Regions from separate parts of the Mus musculus genome. Here regions 1, 2, 4 and 5 are each linked to region 3. The links are chromatin contacts, called in public ChIA-PET, HiChIP or PLAC-seq and promoter capture Hi-C maps. All regions are on one chromosome and are shown on one strand. The core of a region is the stretch at or near the end of the contact, and the rest is flanking DNA. Distances in the headings are between cores, read along the strand shown. Region 1 holds the start of Batf (basic leucine zipper transcription factor, ATF-like). Region 2 has its middle 7.0 kb from the start of Gm38543. Region 3 overlaps Npc2 (NPC intracellular cholesterol transporter 2). Region 4 holds the start of Jdp2 (Jun dimerization protein 2). Region 5 has its middle 25 kb from the start of Batf.

Region 1 (3,658 bases), core at 266-2,765, 920 kb after region 3:
GTATTATGTCAGCTCAGTTGTTTTACCTGTCTGCTCTCACCACTAAATACAAATTCTACAAGGATTGACTTTTATTATTATTATTATTATTATTGTTATTGTTATTATTGTTATTATTATTATTTTGATAGGTTTGTCCTTAGAACAATATTGTCGTCAGGCAGAATTGTAATCAGTGGATACAAAAATGCTTTAGGAGCCATAACATATTGTCAGCCCTCAGATTAATCGAGGTGAGCATTTGAGCCACACTGGGAATAGAGTAAGAGCTTTTATTTTAATATGTGTGCGTGTCTTGCCTGCACATATGTATGTGCCCCGTGTCCATTTCCTGGTACCCGAGGAGTCAGGAAGAGGACCCCTGGAACTGGAGTAACAGATGATTGGGCCACTGTCTGGATGTTAGGACTAGATCCCAAGTCCTCTGGACGAGCAGCCAGTGTTCCTAACTGCTGAGCATCTTTCCAGTCCCCAAACTTTAAAAAAAAATAGCCAAAACACTGGGATGAGAATGGGACTGTTCACTAAAGCGACAAGCGTGTTCGTGTCATGGGACACATGCCAAACACCGCCACTCCACAGCATGCTTTACAGAGTGGGGGACATTCCTATTCAAATTGTCATCCCTCATTGCAGTAGCCCTGAAAGGTAGTAGGTGGGGCAGGTTTTAGGTGTGTGTGTGTGGTGGGAGGCTGGGGGGGGGGGGAGTAGGGATAGGGAGTCACTGGATTCTCATCATATCGATCTGACTCCAAGTCCAGAGCCTCTGTCCCTCATTTTGACGTTCTCTCCTTGTTGGGTTATGACGTCACTGACTTCTGAAGACTCAAGGTCAACCTTGAACTCCTGAAGGAGCCCCTCCACAGAAGGTAGGTATCCTTTCTCTAGGGAGAATGAAAGTGTCTTGCTAAGAGGACAGGGGATAGATAATAAACTTCTTTAGCATCGATTCCAGAGACTCCCCGAGACTCTCAGCTAGCCCCAACGTCTTGCTTGGTCATCTGTAAAAGGCAGTGCCCTCCTTTCTTTTTGTCCCCAGCCCACCGAACTGTCCTATAGGTGAAGGAGGAAGGCCGGTCATAAAACAGGATGGGCAGTTGCTTTCGGGTGAAACCCAGAAAGGGTCCTCAGGCTTGTCGCTGACTGTATTTAGATTTAAAAATCAAGGCCTGTGACCTGGAGGCTCTTTCCTGCTGCTCTCTGCCATGTTGACAGCAGAGAACTTGCTAATTCTGGCCGGGGATTTTCCCTGTGTGGCTGTTTTTCTTCTTTATCTTCATCAATTGAAGAGCGCTCGCTCTGCCTTTCAAACTGCCTGCCGGAAGATACTGGGGGTTTGTGTATTTTTTTTTCTTTCACCTAATTCTGTGGTCTTTTCCCAGATGTGTATTTTCTCTCTACCTTCTTTCTAACTTGTTGACGTTTCCGCCCATGTGACTTCCAGCTTGAATTACCAGAAACCACAAGAGAGGGCCTGTGCGCAAGCCCCAAAGCAGCGAGATGTCCCTGTGGGGAGCAGTCCCTCTGCACCCGAGAGAGAGGAGGACGCAGGGGTCTGTCAGAGGTTGCTGTTGGGCAAGCAGGGGAGGTACCTGTGGAAGGTGGTGTGCTGGTGGCCCCCTAGCAGTCAAGAAGGGGAGCCAGCTAGTGAGAAGATCGCCCAGAGGCATCTGGGACGGTGTGGGAGAGCCCGGAAGATTAGAACCATGCCTCACAGCTCCGACAGCAGTGACTCCAGCTTCAGCCGCTCTCCTCCCCCTGGCAAACAGGTACCCCCTTCGTCCCCCTCCCCCACGCCCCGCATGCCTTGCCTTCTGATTTTCCTGGGGTGGTAGAAGAGGGGTAGGCTCCCTTGTCCTGCCCAGGGAGCTCTGTCTGGGGAAGGAAGTAGCTCGTGGCAGGAACTCTCTAGCAGACTCTGGACCGTGTGGTGTTTGCTATACAGAGGTCCAAGGGCTGAAGCTTCGCATCCCGCCACAAAAGCCTCTCTTTCCAAGAGGTACCCCTCGTCTCTGCCACTTAGGTTCCCACCGTGAAACTTTCTAGGAAGCTGGGGGCAGGGTGAATATCACAGAGCTTAGAAGTATGGTCAACCATAAGCAGAGGAATGTTCCAGTAGATCGCTGCTTCGGGCTCCACCCAAATCCTAGAGTTGTAGCTTTCCAGGAAAAAACCAAGCAAGTGGCAAGACAGAACCGAGGTCAGGGAAGAGAAATATAGCAAATCAAAGCAAGGTAGACAGGAGGAGAAGAGTGGCAAGATCTGCCTGCGGATTGCCTCGGTAACTCCAGCAGTCCGTGGGAAGGGAGGCTAAAGCTACAACCTGTATCTTTCCCCCCCACCCCCCATGTGGCTTCCAGATAGAAGAAAGAAGGCCATGGTCCAGGAGGCGTGTCAGAGACTTTCACTAGTAGCTAATATCATCCCTGAAAAACCAGGGATGGAGGGAAAGATTCTGAGACTCTTAGACTCTTGACTGATACCAAGCCGAAATGTCTCAGACTGAAAGATGCCTCCGATGGGATGCCTTTCTCACCTTGTGGTTTCTGGGTCTCTCTACCACGTTCCTGATGCCCCTTGTTCTAGACATTTCTCCTCCTCATCCAACATAGACCCACGGATTAAACTTTTTTACATCTCATCTTAAAAACTATATTCTTTCCTTAGCACACATATTGGGAGGGGCTCAGAGGTAGAGTGTTTGGCTCACACACATCCAGGGGGCTGCAAAACGCTACAAACAAAATAAACGTAAACTACCTGACCACCGGCTCCCACATCTGTCACAAGCCCTCACCAAAAGCCATACTGGTGAAGACCTCAAGAGGGAGATAGTCCCTCGCTCACGATGGTATCAGAGCAACTCAGACTGCCTGGAAGATGGTACCCCAGTCTCTTCTTAAGAAGGAAATTACTCACAGCTTCCATGGCAACCTAGTCCCTTAGCACATTAAAGGAAGAATATATCCTTGCCCTCTCTAACCCAATGTCCGTTTGCTAGAATGACCTGGAAAGTTTGAGTAAAGAGGGAAGGGAATCAGAACCTGACCCAAGGGTCTTTGCCCCTCAGGCCAGTGGAGGTAGGTGACAGGGTGGGGGTTGCAGAAGGGCTTCTCTTCCCTGATCTTCTATAGGAGATACTTAGAAAGCACTCAAAGAGCACTGTGTCCTCCAAAGCACCCGTCAGTGGCTCACTAAAGCAGGCGACCTGCACTTCATAAAATGATTTGGTGGTGGTGGTGGTGGGGTTACCTCATCTGTAGCAGGCATCATGTTCAGGACTAGGAAGGTCTCAAGATGTCTGCACAATGATGGACCGAATAAAACAGATCTGGGCGGCGCCCTCTGCCTAGGGGTGCAGCACAATGAAATTAATAGTCAAGGGGGAATTCTCAGAAAGGATTGAGCATCAGTGCCAGAAAGATGTCATACCCCTGGATGTCCATGAGCTCAGGGATCAGGGTGGAGAGCCTCAGCTTCGTACTGTGTAAAATAGAAAAGACGGTGCCTGCTCAGAAAGCTGGGGAGTTGAAGCATAGCGTCTCCGAACGCGCTTGTACAGAAGTTGGCACATGGTAAATGCTCAGCGGAGTTTTCAAAGACAACAGCAAAAGGAGCATCAAGAAGGTTTAGCATGTGCGCACACATGCACATATAT
Region 2 (3,273 bases), core at 97-2,596, 680 kb after region 3:
TTGATGTACTGCAGAGACTAAGACAAAAGTGGGTGATTGCCTGAAAGATAACTGGAGTCCAGTTGCAGAAGAAGCAGGAATGAGTGTTAGATGACAAAGCAAGAGGTCTAATACAGCCAAACATGGTGACAAATACCCATAATCCCAGCACCCAAGAGGGTGAAGAATTCAAGGTCAACCTGGGCTACATAGCATGACTGTTATATCAACATAACCAAATGAGTCCCTGGAGAGATGGCTTGGTGGTTAAGAGCGTTTGTCCTTCTTGCAGAAGACCCAGTTTCAATATCCATCACCCACATCACATGGAGATTCACACTGATCTGTAGCTCTACCTCCAGGAGATTCAAAGTCTTTTTCTGACAACTGTAGGCATGAAGCACACATGTGGGGTGTATGTGTGTACATGTGTGTGGGTGTGTATGTACATGCAGGCTAAACGCTCATACACATAAAATAAAAGAATCTAGAAAAATGTAAGGAACCGAACAAGGGCCAGCAACATGGCTCACTGTCACCAAGCCTGACATCCAGAGTTTATTCCTAGGACTTACATAGTGTAAGGAAAGAACCAATTATTGTTGTCCTCTGACCTTCACATGCATACACACACATACACACACACAATAGATAGATAGATAGATAGATAGATAGATAGATAGATAGATAGATCAAATTTAAACAACAACAACAAAGAAAATGCCATAGTTTTCATTATGCTCAGGCTAGGAAAATACATAGTTGTCTTTAGGGTAGCAGACCAATCACTTAGAATCAGAGGAACCACATTGGATAAGCCAAAACCAAGGATGGAGTATACAGACTTGGGGTGTCAAAGGCTTCCATCTCTGTCCTGGGGAATAGCAGCTTTGTGTCTGCCTTTCCCTCACACGTGATAAAAGCCTGAAATTGCAAACACCCCTTGACTTCAGGCAGATAGCACAAAGGAATAGATCCCTGCATTAGCCCCGCCCCGCCCCCACATCGCTGCTGGGCAGCTGCTTTTCCCCCCACAAGGCCCATGCGTGAATCCGGACTCCAAGTCTTTGCATGAACGTGCTTACAGCCTCTGTTTTTAAACGCCGAGGGATTTAAAAACATGCTACATGGGCCAAAACAAACACACATATTAACAGGTCAGAATCTGCCATGTCCCCTCTTCCCTCCAGTAGGTGACATCTGAAAGAACTGTGTTGATACTTCTCTTTTTATAGCATATCAAATCAGTGCTCCAGTCCGCAATGGCCCAGTGATAGCCCTCCTGCCCAAAGTTCAGCCCTTTCATCTCCACTATCTAACTCAAATCTGAAAAACACCAAGTGGGCGACGAAAGGCAAGGAACATCACGGTGACAACTGTACTTTCATTTCCTGGCGGGGGTGTGGTTACATTCACAACTTCTGTGTGACTCTAACAGTTGGAGGGTTTTTACATTCAATTTCCTGTTTCCTTTTCTTAATAAAGAAAGGAAAAGCGGGGCCCCTGCAGCAACTGTTCTTAGGGTTCCAAAGGGAGACACCATGGGGGTTCCAAGTTGGCCACAAGCAAGTACAAAACAAAACCTAAACCCCAGCAAATAGCAGTAGGAGGAAGGGTGGAGGCGGGGCGGGGGAGGGGGGCCGTCGATGTTTTCATCCGCTCAGGCAGCAATTTTCCACCTCACTACGCCCATCAGACTTGTGGCCATCTCCTCTCCGTTTCTGAGATGCTGGGATCATTTCCCACGAAGGTTTACAATGTACTGATGGGGACAGTGGTAGTTGCGGTACCTATCCCATTTCAGGGACTGTTGTGAGTTCTAGCACAACCTCTCTAAGAAGCACTTCTGCTGTATGCATGAGGGAACAGAGGCATCTTGGAGGTGCTGTTATAATTTGCCCAACTGTCCTACTTAGCTTTAACTGTCAGCTTGACCCAGCTAGAGTCATCAGACAGGAGAACCTCAATCATCGAAGAATTGGCTAAATCAGATTGGCTAAATCTGGGGCTGTCTGGGCGGTGGAGGGGGGGGGGGGGGAAAGGAGACCTCTCTTGATTGTTGATTGATTTCCAGAGGATCCAGCTCACTGTGAACAATGCCACTTCCTGTCCATGTATGTGTTCCTGGGCTGTAAAATGAAGCTGTCAGGTATGATTCAACAGGCAAGCCACATTTCTCTTTGGATCTTGCCTCCAGGTTCCCGACTGGAGTTGCCTCAGTGATGGCCTGGAAGTGTTCAATGAAAGAAACCTTTTCTTCAACAAGATGCTTGCTGTCAGAGTGCGCTGTCACAGCAATGAAAGAGACTAGAGCACCAAACTCTCAAATGACCGAGGTGGTGGCTCATTCTTCCATTCATTAAATTCTCATGGATCACCTATTTATCGAGAAGGCATTTCCAAAAGGGTTCCAAGACAGGGTACCTGGGCTAAGAATGAGTCCTGCTTGCCGAAAACAGCCTGTGTAGAGTACATGTTTGGCATATATCTCTTGAAGTTGTTTATATAAATTCTTATGTGCATCTGTCATGTGCATGTATATGCATCTGACTATTCATATATGCATATATATTCATATATGCGTATGAGCACTACAATCATGGAGTGATCTTAGAGGCTGAAGGAGGGCATAAGATCCACTGGAGCTGGAATTACAGCAAGGTGTGAGCTGCTCTATATAAGTTCTGGGAATTGAACTTGAGTCCTCCGCAAGAACAGCAAACCCTAACCCTGACTTTAACTCTAACCCTAACCTTACACCTATGCCTAACCCTTACCCTAATCCTAACCCTAACTCTTGCCCTAATCCTAGCCCTAACCCTAAAGCAAGTGCTCTTGACTGCTGAGCCTTCTCTCCTGCCCTAATCAGACTTTTAATTAGCACCTACTGTGTGCCTGATTCTAGGCTGAGGCTAGAGGGACACAAAGAGGAATGCAGAGTAGCCTTGACTCCTAAGGCTTGTTGCTTAGTTAGAAGGCAGTCTATACAGTCAGTAAAGCCCACAGTACAAGATGCTGACCAATAAGAACCAAGGTCAGTGGTCCAGACAAAATCCAGAGTGGTTTTTCCAGACATAGTGCCACAAGACTTTAGTTCCAGAACTTAGGAGGTGGAGCAAGAGAGTCAGGAATTCAAGGACACTGTTAGCTACTTGGTAAGTTTGAGATCAGCCTGGGGGCACTTGAGACCATGCTTCAAAAAAATAATCTCTTTTTTCATAAGGATGTTGGACTGACTATTCTAGATTGGAGCACCAAAACAGTGAAATTGTGTGTGTGTGTGTGTGTGTGTGT
Region 3 (3,548 bases), core at 970-3,469:
CTTTGGACTTAGGAGTCTTACCTCTAAATCTAGGTGCTAAGACTTCTTGGTAGAGTGGACTTGGACTCTGTATTATGTAATACCAGAAGCTTAAAATTCTTCGCTTGTAAGTCAGAAATAATATCGCCACTACACAGGGAGGCGGTGAGGGCTAGGGCTATAAAAATGGCACCCTTGGGTCCCTCAACTCATCTCCTCTCCCTTAGGCCTTCCCAGCTCCACCACCAGCTCTTTGCCCCAGTCTCTGCATCTCACTCCCAGCCCCGGGGCGGGCCTGGTGCCCTCAGCCACGGTGTCACTTACAGAGGGGTATTCATTCTTCACCGGAAGCTTATTCAGGTAGCTGTAGACCTTGTCTTTCTGGATGGGGCAGTTGATTCCACTCTTACAACCGTCAGGCTCAGGAATAGGGAAGGGGACCCGGATCCCTTCCAGGATGCCGTGGACCAAGGCCGTGCTGTTCTGGGACTGAGTGCCTAGGAAGACAGGGAGTCAGGTGGAAGGCAGCTATGCGTTTGTGAATTCTAAGTCAAGTCGTCAAATACATCATCAAATGCTGGAATGGTGACTCCAGAAGATCAGGTGGTCCCGAACTATGGGGTCTCCATCCCTATGAGTCACATTCAATACCTAGCCCTGTCACGTGATGAAGGAAGCTGGTATCTTTCCTTGCTCTCCATCAAGGGAATCAGGCTACTGGGACAGATAACCTTATCTCTCTCCCAGGACCACTGACTTCTGTCATTGAGTTTTAAATACCACAGTCTAGCACAGCAGTGGCAGGTAATCCTTCAGATGCCATGGAAGATTAAAAAGAAGTTCATTTCTCTAGCCCCTACACTGCAAGATAAGCAGAAGGGATGAAAGTATTATTACCACCGCGTGCCTCCCTCTGACTATCAGGCTATGAAAACAATGTACCCCAAGAAATTGGAATTCCCCACTGGAAGAAGGGAAAAGCTGAGCCCTGGTACCAGCAGAAGAAGGAACTTGCCATGTAGGAAGGTCACAGGGTTCTGACAACTTGGAGACAGGCCAGGAGCTGAGCTAAGGATACATTAATACCTTGACCTCTTGCCTTCTATTTAGACCTAAGCCTTGTCAGTGACCCGGAAGAGCTCACTAAGCCTCTGGATTTGTTCCTCTTCCCAGTGTGACCACACTCAGTTTCCTCTCTCAAGCTTTCACTGTCTTTTTAGACACACGGAGGACAAGGCTGCCGGGGCCCAGACCCGTCTCCTCCAGTAACATTACACATTGTAAGGGCATTTTAGAGATCTAGGGTATTAGCTGGGTCTCACTTGTTTCATTTTTAAATAATAACAATGCCTAAATTACATTAGTACACGTAGTCAGTGGGGGAGAGGTCACAGCATATCTACAGAGGCGGGAGGACAAGATTCAGGAGTCAGACTTCCTGTTCAAAGTGTGGATTCTGCGGTTCAACTTCAGGGTGTCAGCCTTGGCGACAGAGCAGGCATCGTCACCTGCCAGGTCATCATCAGGGACTCTTTTTTTTTCTTCTTAAGATTTATTTATCTTATATATGTGAGTACACTGTAGTTGTCTTCAGACACACCAGAAGAGGGCATCAGATCCCATTACAGATGGTTGTGAGCCACCATGTGGTTGCTGGGAATTGAACTCAGGACCTCTATGAAGAGCAGCAGTCAGTGCTCTTAACCGCTGAGCCATCTCTCCAGCCCCTCTCAGGGACTCTTAATTTTAGTTTATTAAAGACATGTTTATTCAGCATCATGATTAGACTATTACTCTGATCAACAACACAGACCAAGAAAACTGTACATTAAAACCCTTCACTTGGGGAGGGAGCAACGGAGAGTAACCCAGGCAGGGAAGAAGGCTTGTTGTTCTTCCAGAGGACCAGGGTTCAGTTCTCAGCATCTACATGGTGGCTTACAACCATCCATAACACTAATTCTAGGGGATCCAACAGCCTCCCCTGACCCTTGTGAGCACCAGACATGCATGTACTAAATATGCACACATGCTGGTAAAAACTATAGAATAAATCTAAAAATCAAAACTAAAAAAACCAACCAAACAAACAAACCCAAAATCCAAAGTTATAATAACAATTATGAAACAGAACAAAACACTCCCCCACCCCCCCAACCCCCGTCACTGGAATGTGTTACACTTTCCACAGAACAGAAACTAAAACAACTTGTTTCGCAATTAGTCACAGAAACAGCTCAGATACACGAGGAGTCTCTAAAACATGTCTTCTTCTCACCACCACTACTGTGTTTTGCTGAGGTCTTAACTTATAACCTGAGGCTTCCCCGTCACTTCCTGGGCTCTCCTCTCCTGCTAAGCTTTACTTCCTGGCTATAACTAGAACCTTCTGCCACAGAGAGCTCCTGCACTGGCAGCTTGGTCTTGTGGTTTAGCTAGGCACCTTTTTACCACCACAGGCTCCAGAGCTTCTGCCTCCAGAGCTACCTCCCATCACAGGCCCAGCATCTGAAGATGAATTACGGTAACTATCAAAATTGCTGCTGTGTCTACTGCCTCCAAAATGGCTTCCGAATCCATTACAGCCATCCCCACTGGCATCACACACAGCACAGCTACCACCGTTTTTAGGTTTTCTCCATACCTAAACCTAACCCTGCCACTGGTACCAAACCAACTTGCTTTTTTGGTCGTGGTGATTCACTTGCAGCGAGAGAAACCCTGACTGAGGCCCTCACTACCCCTGGAGCTGGGCTGGTTCCATTCATCTTTCCAGCCGGCCAGCCTCTGCCACCCACTGCCCTGAATGCACAGGCGCGCAAGTGCCTGTGTGGCCACACCCGGCTTTTTATGTAGGTACTGGGATCTGAACTCAGGTCTTCACATTTATGCAGCAAGTGTTCTTACATACTGAGTCTCTCCCCAGCCTCTAGATTTTTTTCTTAAACAAACAGGGGATAGGGCATATGAGGAAAGAAAGCGGAGTGGGCATTCTTCGAGCTTGGAAGCCAACAGTGCTGAGAACTTCGAGTCCTACACAGTTCACGGGAGAGTAAGCAAAGGAAAAGTTTCCAAGCAGCTGCTCTCTCCAGAGAGAAGCATTTTGCACGTGTCTAGATATCTTCATTTATCTTTATGTGTCTGTGTGTATGCACACATATGTTTTGGTGCCTGTGCAAGGGGGGGGGAGAAGGGACTCGATCCCCTTGAGCTGGAGTTGCAGGTGGTTGTGAGTGGGCATCGGAAATCCAATTGAGGTCCTCTTCAAGGGCAGCAAGCTCTCTCTCAACTGCTGAGCCATCTCTCTGTGGTGCAACACCGGCCCCACACCCCCGTGGGTGTGTGTATGGGGGGCGTGTCTCGAGTGTGACACAATGCACAAGTGGAGATCGGAGAACCACTTGATGGATTCAGTTTTTTCCTTTGACTGTCTGGGTTCTCGGGATTGAACGTAAGTCATCAAGCTTGGGGACAAGTGCCTTTACCCACAGAGCCACTTCACACAGACCCTCTCTCTTGAGATAAGGCAGCAGTTCTCAACCTGTGGGTCTTGACCCCTTTGAGGGGGG
Region 4 (3,667 bases), core at 336-2,835, 840 kb after region 3:
GCATCATGTGAGCCAGTTCCCCAGTCTCCAGCTTTGATCTCTGTGTGTTGTAAAGGTGCTGCTGGCTTTTCTGGGATGGAGAATCATGTCCTACAGGAGTGATTCACATTACCACGGAGTTTGTGGCGTGTGTTCCTTTGGAGTCTTTCTTTTTTTTCCTTTCATCAGTGTTGTGAGGGAAGTGGGCTGATGGTGGCGGGGAAGATGGACAGTGATGTCATTAGGGCTTGGTCTGTTTCTTTCCATTCACCTGTTCCCCCCTGCAGGAAGACTTACGGGTAAAATGGAGACCGATTCCTCCCTGCAGGCAGGCACGCACGTGGAGACCTGCTTGTCCGGCTTGGCGCGTGGACTTCCTTCCCTCCCTGTTGGTCTTTCGATCTCAGCATTTGTACTCTATGAAGACTTGAACTTTTTCTTTCACTTCCTTTCTTCTATGGGTGATGACCTGCTGTCTCTCTGAGAAGGAGGCCGAAGGTCACTGAGTGTCAACATTGCCACTCCTTTCTGATTTAAGAGGAAAGAGGGCGGGGGTCTGCCCCCCCCCCCAAGGGTATGGAGACCTGTGTGTGTCTATGTGTGTGTGCAAATAGTTCTCAGATGCCACACGCATTTCTGCCTGAGACAATCCGCCTTTGAGGGACTGTCATATTTTATCTAGAGTGTTCTTTACTATCTACTTCTGTAGCAGGGTGGGAAGAGAGCACGGAAGCTGGCCCTGGAGTCCTTGAGGAAGAAGGCCTTTGGAGGTTTGGCAGAAGTCAGGTAGGCTCACTGCTGCGTCCTGTCAAAGGGAGGCAAAAGCCTGCTGGAGTTGGGCAAAGAGCCCTGGCTCAAACTGGGCCAGCCACTGACAACAACGGTGGCCTCAGGGTGCAGTTCCACTTCAGGAGCTCGTTCATTCACCGCATGGCTTCAGGACGTCAGGACGCTTTGGTGGACAGTGGGTAGGGATTAAGGCTTCCAAACGCCTTAAACCCCCGCCCATGCTCCTCCGCGGAAAAACAAAACAAGCTTGCGAGATCCTGCAGCGTCCGAAGACACCACTGCGCGGAACCCTCGCTCTGGATTTGGGGGAGAGCGCACCGGACGGAGGAGGATGGTTCGGCGTGGGCTGAGCTGGAAGGGGTTCTCTGCTCATCCGGCCGCCGCCTTCGCGTCGCTGCCTCCCGGGCTGTGTAGCATTTTGGGGGTGGCGGCCGCAAGGCCGAGCAGGGGATGCGCTTACATAACCGCTCGCCGTGTCCTGCTGCCTCGCGCTCTCGGGAGCCGCGGGCGGGGCGCGCCGCCGGACCGCAATGCTGCCGGGACCAGCGCGGCGGGGCCCGGGCCGGCCCCGCAGGCGGAGGAGCGCGAGCATCGGCGGGAGGAGGGCGCCGGCGGCGGGGGAGGTGAAGGTCAGTGGGTGTGAAGCGGGCGATCCACACCCCCTCCTCCCCGTCCCCTCCTTCTCTTCCTCTCCGTCCCCCTCTGACGTGTGGAGCTGGCAGCTCGGCCGGTTCCGCATTCCCGACCCCTCCCCGCCACTCAGGGCCCGCTATATAGCCGGGGCTGATGCAACCCGTCCCGCCGCCCGCCACAGCCTGCGGGAGGGACACTCGGCGGCCGCGACGGGGGGCGCTGGCGGCAGCGGACGCTGCAGCGGCGGCGGCGGGGCTGGCGCCGCGGCGGCTCCCGGGCCGGGACGGGCCTGGGCAGCGGGCGGCAGCAGCGCGGAGTGGGCACCGCGCCTGCAGCAGGGTTCTGGGCCCGGGGCCGCCGCCTCCGCCAGCGGCTTCTGCACGGTGGGTTCACGGAGGGGGGAGGCGGGGCTGCGGGCACCTGGGGTGGCCTCCCCCGGAGTAGCTACCGCTGGGGCTCCCGCCACCCCAGGGCCGGAATACTCTATCGGATGGCTGCAGCCGCTGCCCACCGGTGGTTCCCCGGCTGGGCAGGACAGTCCTGTCTGTGGCCGGGACAGCGGGGCGCTCCCTCCTTGCTTTCCTTCCCCAGTGCTCTTGCTGGGAGGCTGTGCACAGACGGAGGAGAGGGCGGGGTGAGCGGGAGAAAACTGTGCCGGGGACTGCGGGGGACTCAAGGGGGCATGCACGCCCCAGACCTGCTGACAGGTCGCGCCTCAGCCTCTTCCGTAGCTCTCTTTGCAAGACCTGGAGGGGAGGGTATTGAGAAAGGCATCTAACCAACAGGGCTTCCTTCGCTTAAGAGCATTGCTGCGGCGGGCTCTGGCTGGGTTAGGAGGGAACCACGGGGCAGTCCCCAGTTCCCTTGGGATCCCGTCAGGCACATCAGGTTATATAAGAAGGTAAGCAGGCTTCTTTAGGTAACCTGCCCAGTTTAGAAGGCACTCTTCCTCCCCTCTTATCCAAGAAGGCTAGGCTTCCTGGACCCTTGGAGCGGCAGAAACAGGCTTTGCCTGGGTATCTGGAGGAGCTGGCAGGCCTGGGATGCCTTGACTCATTTGCAGAAATGGATGGGCCATTTGGGGATAGAGGTGGAGAGGCGGGTGCAAGAGGGGAATCAATCGACTATTTGAGTCAGCTCCCCCTAGAAGATTGTCCAGCCCTTATGTGTTGGAGTGGCACCTTCCAGGGGACTGTGGCACAGGTCTGTGTATTGTTAAATCTTGGGCCACTCTACCCAGGATCTTAATTCAGGCAGCATGGGAAACAGGCTCTGTACCACAGCTGGGTACCTGCCTGTCCCAAAGGCTGTTAGCAACTGTCTTCCTCGTCCCTCGACCTCACCCCCAAGTCTCCCCCACCCTCCAGGGTTTAAAAATCACCCCCTCTTGCTTTCCCTGCTTTTCAGCAAATCTGGCTGGCTTCAGCTTGGATGGCGGGCTTATCTTCCCGTGCAGGTTTCTAGGGAAGAGTTTAACCGGGGATCAGGTGTGAGCAGGGTTCTTTACAGAAACCTGAGGTCCGGGGATAGAAACAACTATTCTCCTGCCTCTAAGGCGCCAGAGGTTTCACTTTGCCTAAAGTAGTAGGGAGGATGGATTTCTCAAAGACTCCTCTGTTTCCCTTCCACGTTGGCTTCAGTTCAGAGGAGCTCTAGAATCTTCCTGAAGAGCTGGGTGCTGGGTGGTTTGAAAGGTTGCAGGAAGGACTGGGGGGAGATGGCCTCTGAACCTTTTGTCAATAAATTGGTTACAGTAATCTCCAAGGAGACAGGTCTATCATGGTGACGGTGTCACTTAGGAAAAGCTTCGGTACATGTGTCCCTTACTCATCCACTGACGCCTTTTGCACTACCAGGGAACTCCCCTGTCTTCCTGGTCTGTTTATCTTTCCCACCTGTTGACAAGATATCCTTTCCCACTCTTTCAGCTTGCAGAACTGGGCCTCCTGGGCCTCGGTTTGTTATGGAGGTACAACTGGTATTACAATTCATAGCCCTGCTTCCTCATCCCATCTCCCTCGCTCCCTCTTCCTAATTATCCCCCCCACCCCCCACACACACACACACTGGAAAGGAAGAAGCCAGCACAAACCCTAGAGCACAGACGCTAGGCTGGCCTGCCTTGTATCCATTCAGCACTAACTCTCCCTGGTCCCTCTAACCCTCCAGGGCTGGGGATAACTCTTATTCTTTTCTTCAGCAGAACGCAGACTTTCTTTCCACGGGAATGAGTTATGTTTGAGACCCAAAGTGGGAAGAAGAGAAA
Region 5 (3,283 bases), core at 122-2,621, 900 kb after region 3:
TTTTTGTTTTGTTTTGTTTTGTTTTTTCGAGGCAGGGTTTCTCTGTATAGCCCTGGCTGTCCTGGAACTCACTTTGTAGACCAGGCTGGCCTCGAACTCAGAAATCCGCCTGCCTCTGCCTTTTCCTAGCTCTGTTCACTGAAGGAATTTAAGGATATCCTCAGCTACATTGTGAGTTCCAAGACAGCTTGGGTTTCATAGGACCATGCCACAAAACAAAACAATATATTATGTGTCATGGGACTGTGGTAGTTCCTGGTGATCTTCCCATCTGTGGCCCTAAAGGCTATCATCTTTCTTGGCTTCCTTCCTCTTGCTCCCACTGAACTGCATAGTTGATATTTCCTAATTAACTTCTCTGTATCTTTACTTTGACTCCATTTAGACCAGTTCATGTCATTGTCAGGTAGTCACCAGAGAGGACTGCTCCAACACAAATTTAAGTCAATAGAAAGTCTTTATTAGGCTTTTTGGACAGGGATATCGAGAGGCAAGATGTAGCTACTAGTATCCCCCAATTTATATGGTAAATCCACCCGGATTTGCCACCAGAAGATTTAGATTGAATATGGCTTACAAGATTAGGATTCTAGTTGTTGTGCCTAGCGATTAAGTCACCATTGTTTCTGGGGAAAAAAAAAGAAAAAGAAAAAAGAAAGAAAGAAAGTCTTTATTAGCCAGCCAGTGACAACACTGGGTTTTCGGGATCCCAGTGTAGCCCTGAGCCTTTCTTGGGATGGGCTTTTAAAGCACAAACCCCATGTTTTGGGTTGACATACTTCAGCTAACAAGAGCAGTTCGCCAGAAGTGGAACTACAGAAACTAAAAAGTAAGGTTAGTTACATTCTGAGACTTTCCCAGAGCCGTGGACTTTGATGGGTTAGGCCTTTGTTTTAGTTTTGGCAGGTGATGGTGTGTTCACAATGAGTTTTACAGCCTGAATGGCATTTCCATCATGGAGTCAGTCATGCTAAGGTCTGGTGCCCTGCTACCAGAGAACAGAAAGTCAGGATGTAAGGGCCTGAAATCCAGACAGGCCTCCTTCTGAATCATGTGACAATAAATTCTGTTGGGGCCATGGCACACACCCCCCCCCTCTCCGTGTGAATAAGGCAGCCTGGCTCCTGGATGCAGGTGGTGGGGCCTCTTCACCTGGTACCGGCTCGCTTGTCATTCAAGGTTCCCTTCAGGCGTGGCTGAACTTTCAGTGGGTTTTTGGCTTGAAGCTCACCCAACAGCGAGCCGCTGACTAGAGGAACTTAGCCTTTGCTTGGGGGGTTGGGGGGGGAGGTAAGCAAAGAAGTGGTTTGGAGAGCGAAAGGCTCAGTTTGCCTCTGCCTGGTAGCCCATGTGAAAGGCGCTTGCTTCTGTTTGAGGTGCAGGGTGTCTCCGGATGGGACCAGGAAGTGGTAACTCCTTCAACCTGGCCGCCCGTTCACACCTTCAGTGACTCATTTTGATGAAACTCAACGGAACTCCAAACACCTGCACACACCGTGGAGTATTTTCAGATAGAAAGCTTCCCAGCTCCCTTCTGTACAGACCCCAGGAAACAGACCCACCAGAGGCACCAACAGCCCGAGAGAACACTGTTCCTGACTGCGCACACCTCCTTGCTCCCGTTTCTGCGCTCCTGGATACAGTAAGCACTGGCCTTGAGGGGTCCAAGGCGAGCAAGTAAAACACGCTGGGGTGACTGTTTTATGCACACCCATCAGAGGCACAAAACATATACATACATGGGGATGCATGTGTTGTGTTTTTATAAGCAGATCACTAATTTGCATATTGTGACTGATGTCAGTTTTATAAAATAAAAATTCGAGTTATGTGTGTATCTAAATTTATGTCTCCCTAGATGATAGAATTATAATAGTTTAATTGTTTTGTTTTGTTTTGTTTTTCGAGACAGGGTTTCTCTGTGTAGCCCTAGCTGTCCTGGAACTCACTTTGTAGACCAGGCTGGCCTCAAACTCAGAAATCCACCTGCCTCTGCCTCCCTAGTGCTGGGATTAAAGGCATGCGCCACCACACCCGGCTCATTTCTTTCTTTTATTTTGTAAAGAGTACACTGTAGATATACAGATGGTTGTGAACCTTGTTGGGAATTGAATTTTAGGACCTTTGCTCACTCTGGTCAGCCCTGCTCGCTCTGGCCCAAAGATTTATTTAATATTATACATAAGTACACTGTAGCTGTCTTCAGCCATGCCAGAAGAGGGAGTCATATCTCATTACGGGTGGTTGTGAGCTACCATGTGGTTGCTGGGATTTGAACTCAGGGCCTTCAGAAGAGCAGTCTGCTCTTACCCGCTGAACCATCTCACCAGCCCCCTTCCATTCTTCCTTTCTTCCTTCCTTTTTTTTCCACATTGTTTTCAGACTGCACCTTGTTTAGTAGTCTAGGCTGGCTTCCAATTCCCCAATGATTGAGCTATGGGTATACTCTCTTCACCTACTTTGATTTTTTGTTTGTTTATTTGTTTTTTTGTTTTTTTGAGACAGGGTTTCTCTGTATAGCCCTGGCTGTTCTGGAACTCACTTTGTAGACCAGGCTGGCCTTGAACTCAGAAATCTGCCTGCCTCTGCCTTCAAAGTGCTGGGATCAAAGGCGTGCGTCACCAACGCCCAGCTGATTCACTTATTTCTTATTACAAAACTTTCTGTCTCTTTCCGCCATTTTGGCGCCTATGGAGGCCTGCTGGGAACAGGACTTCTAAAAGCAAGTGTGTCTGGAAGGCTGTGGTGCAAGGCCATTTTTGCTGGCTACAAGCCAGGTCTCCGGAACCAAAGAGAGCACACAGCTCTTCTTAAAATTGAAGGTGTTTATGCCCGAGATGAAACGGAGTTCTACTTAGGCAAGAGATGTGCTTATGTGTATAAAGCAAAGCAAAGCAAAGCAAAGCAAAAACAAAACAAAACAAAACAAAACAAAAAAAACAAAAAACAAAAAAAAACCCAAAAAAACAAACAAACAAACAAAAAACAATACAGTGACCCCTGGAGGCAAACCAAACAAACCCAGAGTGATCTGGGAAAAGTAACTCGGGCCCACGGAAACGGTGGTATGGTTCGTGTCGAATTCCGAAGCAACCTTCCTGCAAAGGCCATTGGACACAGAATCCGTGTGATGCTGTACCCATCCCGGATTTAAACTAATGGAGAGTAAATAAATAAAAGCAAAACAAAAACAAAACAAAACAAAAACCCAAACAACTTTCTGTAATTGACAACGACACTAAGGACCACTCTAAATCCTTGGTCCAGAGGATGCTTCTTGAGC

Evidence for each region. Promoter capture Hi-C pulls out the DNA fragments that hold promoters and counts their contacts. ChIA-PET counts read pairs in DNA pulled down with a chosen protein or histone mark. HiChIP or PLAC-seq counts read pairs in DNA pulled down with a chosen protein or histone mark.
Region 1: a contact with region 3 is called in a promoter capture Hi-C map of liver, with 4 times the contacts expected there. The contact joins the promoter of Batf here to the enhancer-like site in region 3. A contact is called at or near these places in 4 of 39 promoter capture datasets (the HPC-7 cell line, hippocampal neurons and liver) and 2 of 115 datasets of contacts at active chromatin or transcription factors (bone marrow-derived dendritic cells and memory CD8 T cells).
Region 2: a contact with region 3 is called in an RNA polymerase II ChIA-PET map of memory CD8 T cells, with 11 read pairs. The contact joins two enhancer-like sites. A contact is called at or near these places in 5 of 115 datasets of contacts at active chromatin or transcription factors (CD8 T cells, bone marrow-derived dendritic cells, embryonic stem cells and 2 more).
Region 4: an H3K4me3 HiChIP or PLAC-seq map of bone marrow-derived macrophages shows a contact between it and region 3, with 4 times the contacts expected there. The contact joins the promoter of Jdp2 here to the enhancer-like site in region 3. A contact is called at or near these places in 2 of 39 promoter capture datasets (liver and pre-B cells) and 3 of 115 datasets of contacts at active chromatin or transcription factors (bone marrow-derived dendritic cells, bone marrow-derived macrophages and microglia).
Region 5: a contact with region 3 is called in an RNA polymerase II ChIA-PET map of memory CD8 T cells, with 6 read pairs. The contact joins two enhancer-like sites. A contact is called at or near these places in 4 of 115 datasets of contacts at active chromatin or transcription factors (T-cell acute lymphoblastic leukemia, bone marrow-derived dendritic cells, embryonic hindbrain and 1 more).

What each region holds. Positions count from the first base shown.
Region 1 is chr12:85,685,205-85,688,862 of GRCm38.p6, forward strand. It overlaps Batf (basic leucine zipper transcription factor, ATF-like), which reads left to right and starts at 1,516. Exons shown (of 3, transcript NM_016767.2): 1 at 1,516-1,769. The coding sequence starts at 1,707.
Region 2 is chr12:85,443,460-85,446,732 of GRCm38.p6, forward strand. No RefSeq gene overlaps it. Among named protein-coding and RNA genes, the nearest start is that of Gm38543, 7.0 kb to the right of the region's middle. Within about 2 kb of position 1,347, at least 75 of the 459 cell types and tissues checked have an H3K27ac peak or open chromatin away from gene starts, as enhancers often do. A contact at or near this core is called in CD8 T cells and memory CD8 T cells, where this site is marked.
Region 3 is chr12:84,760,417-84,763,964 of GRCm38.p6, forward strand. Npc2 (NPC intracellular cholesterol transporter 2) reads right to left here. Exons shown (of 4, transcript NM_023409.4): 3 at 304-476. Among named protein-coding and RNA genes, the nearest start is that of Npc2, 11 kb to the right of the region's middle. Within about 2 kb of position 2,220, at least 120 of the 459 cell types and tissues checked have an H3K27ac peak or open chromatin away from gene starts, as enhancers often do. A contact at or near this core is called in CD8 T cells, T-cell acute lymphoblastic leukemia, bone marrow-derived dendritic cells and 4 more, where this site is marked.
Region 4 is chr12:85,597,831-85,601,497 of GRCm38.p6, forward strand. It overlaps Jdp2 (Jun dimerization protein 2), which reads left to right and starts at 1,586. Exons shown (of 4, transcript NM_030887.2): 1 at 1,586-1,784.
Region 5 is chr12:85,659,715-85,662,997 of GRCm38.p6, forward strand. It overlaps the pseudogene Gm33312. Among named protein-coding and RNA genes, the nearest start is that of Batf, 25 kb to the right of the region's middle. Within about 2 kb of position 1,372, at least 40 of the 459 cell types and tissues checked have an H3K27ac peak or open chromatin away from gene starts, as enhancers often do. A contact at or near this core is called in T-cell acute lymphoblastic leukemia and memory CD8 T cells, where this site is marked.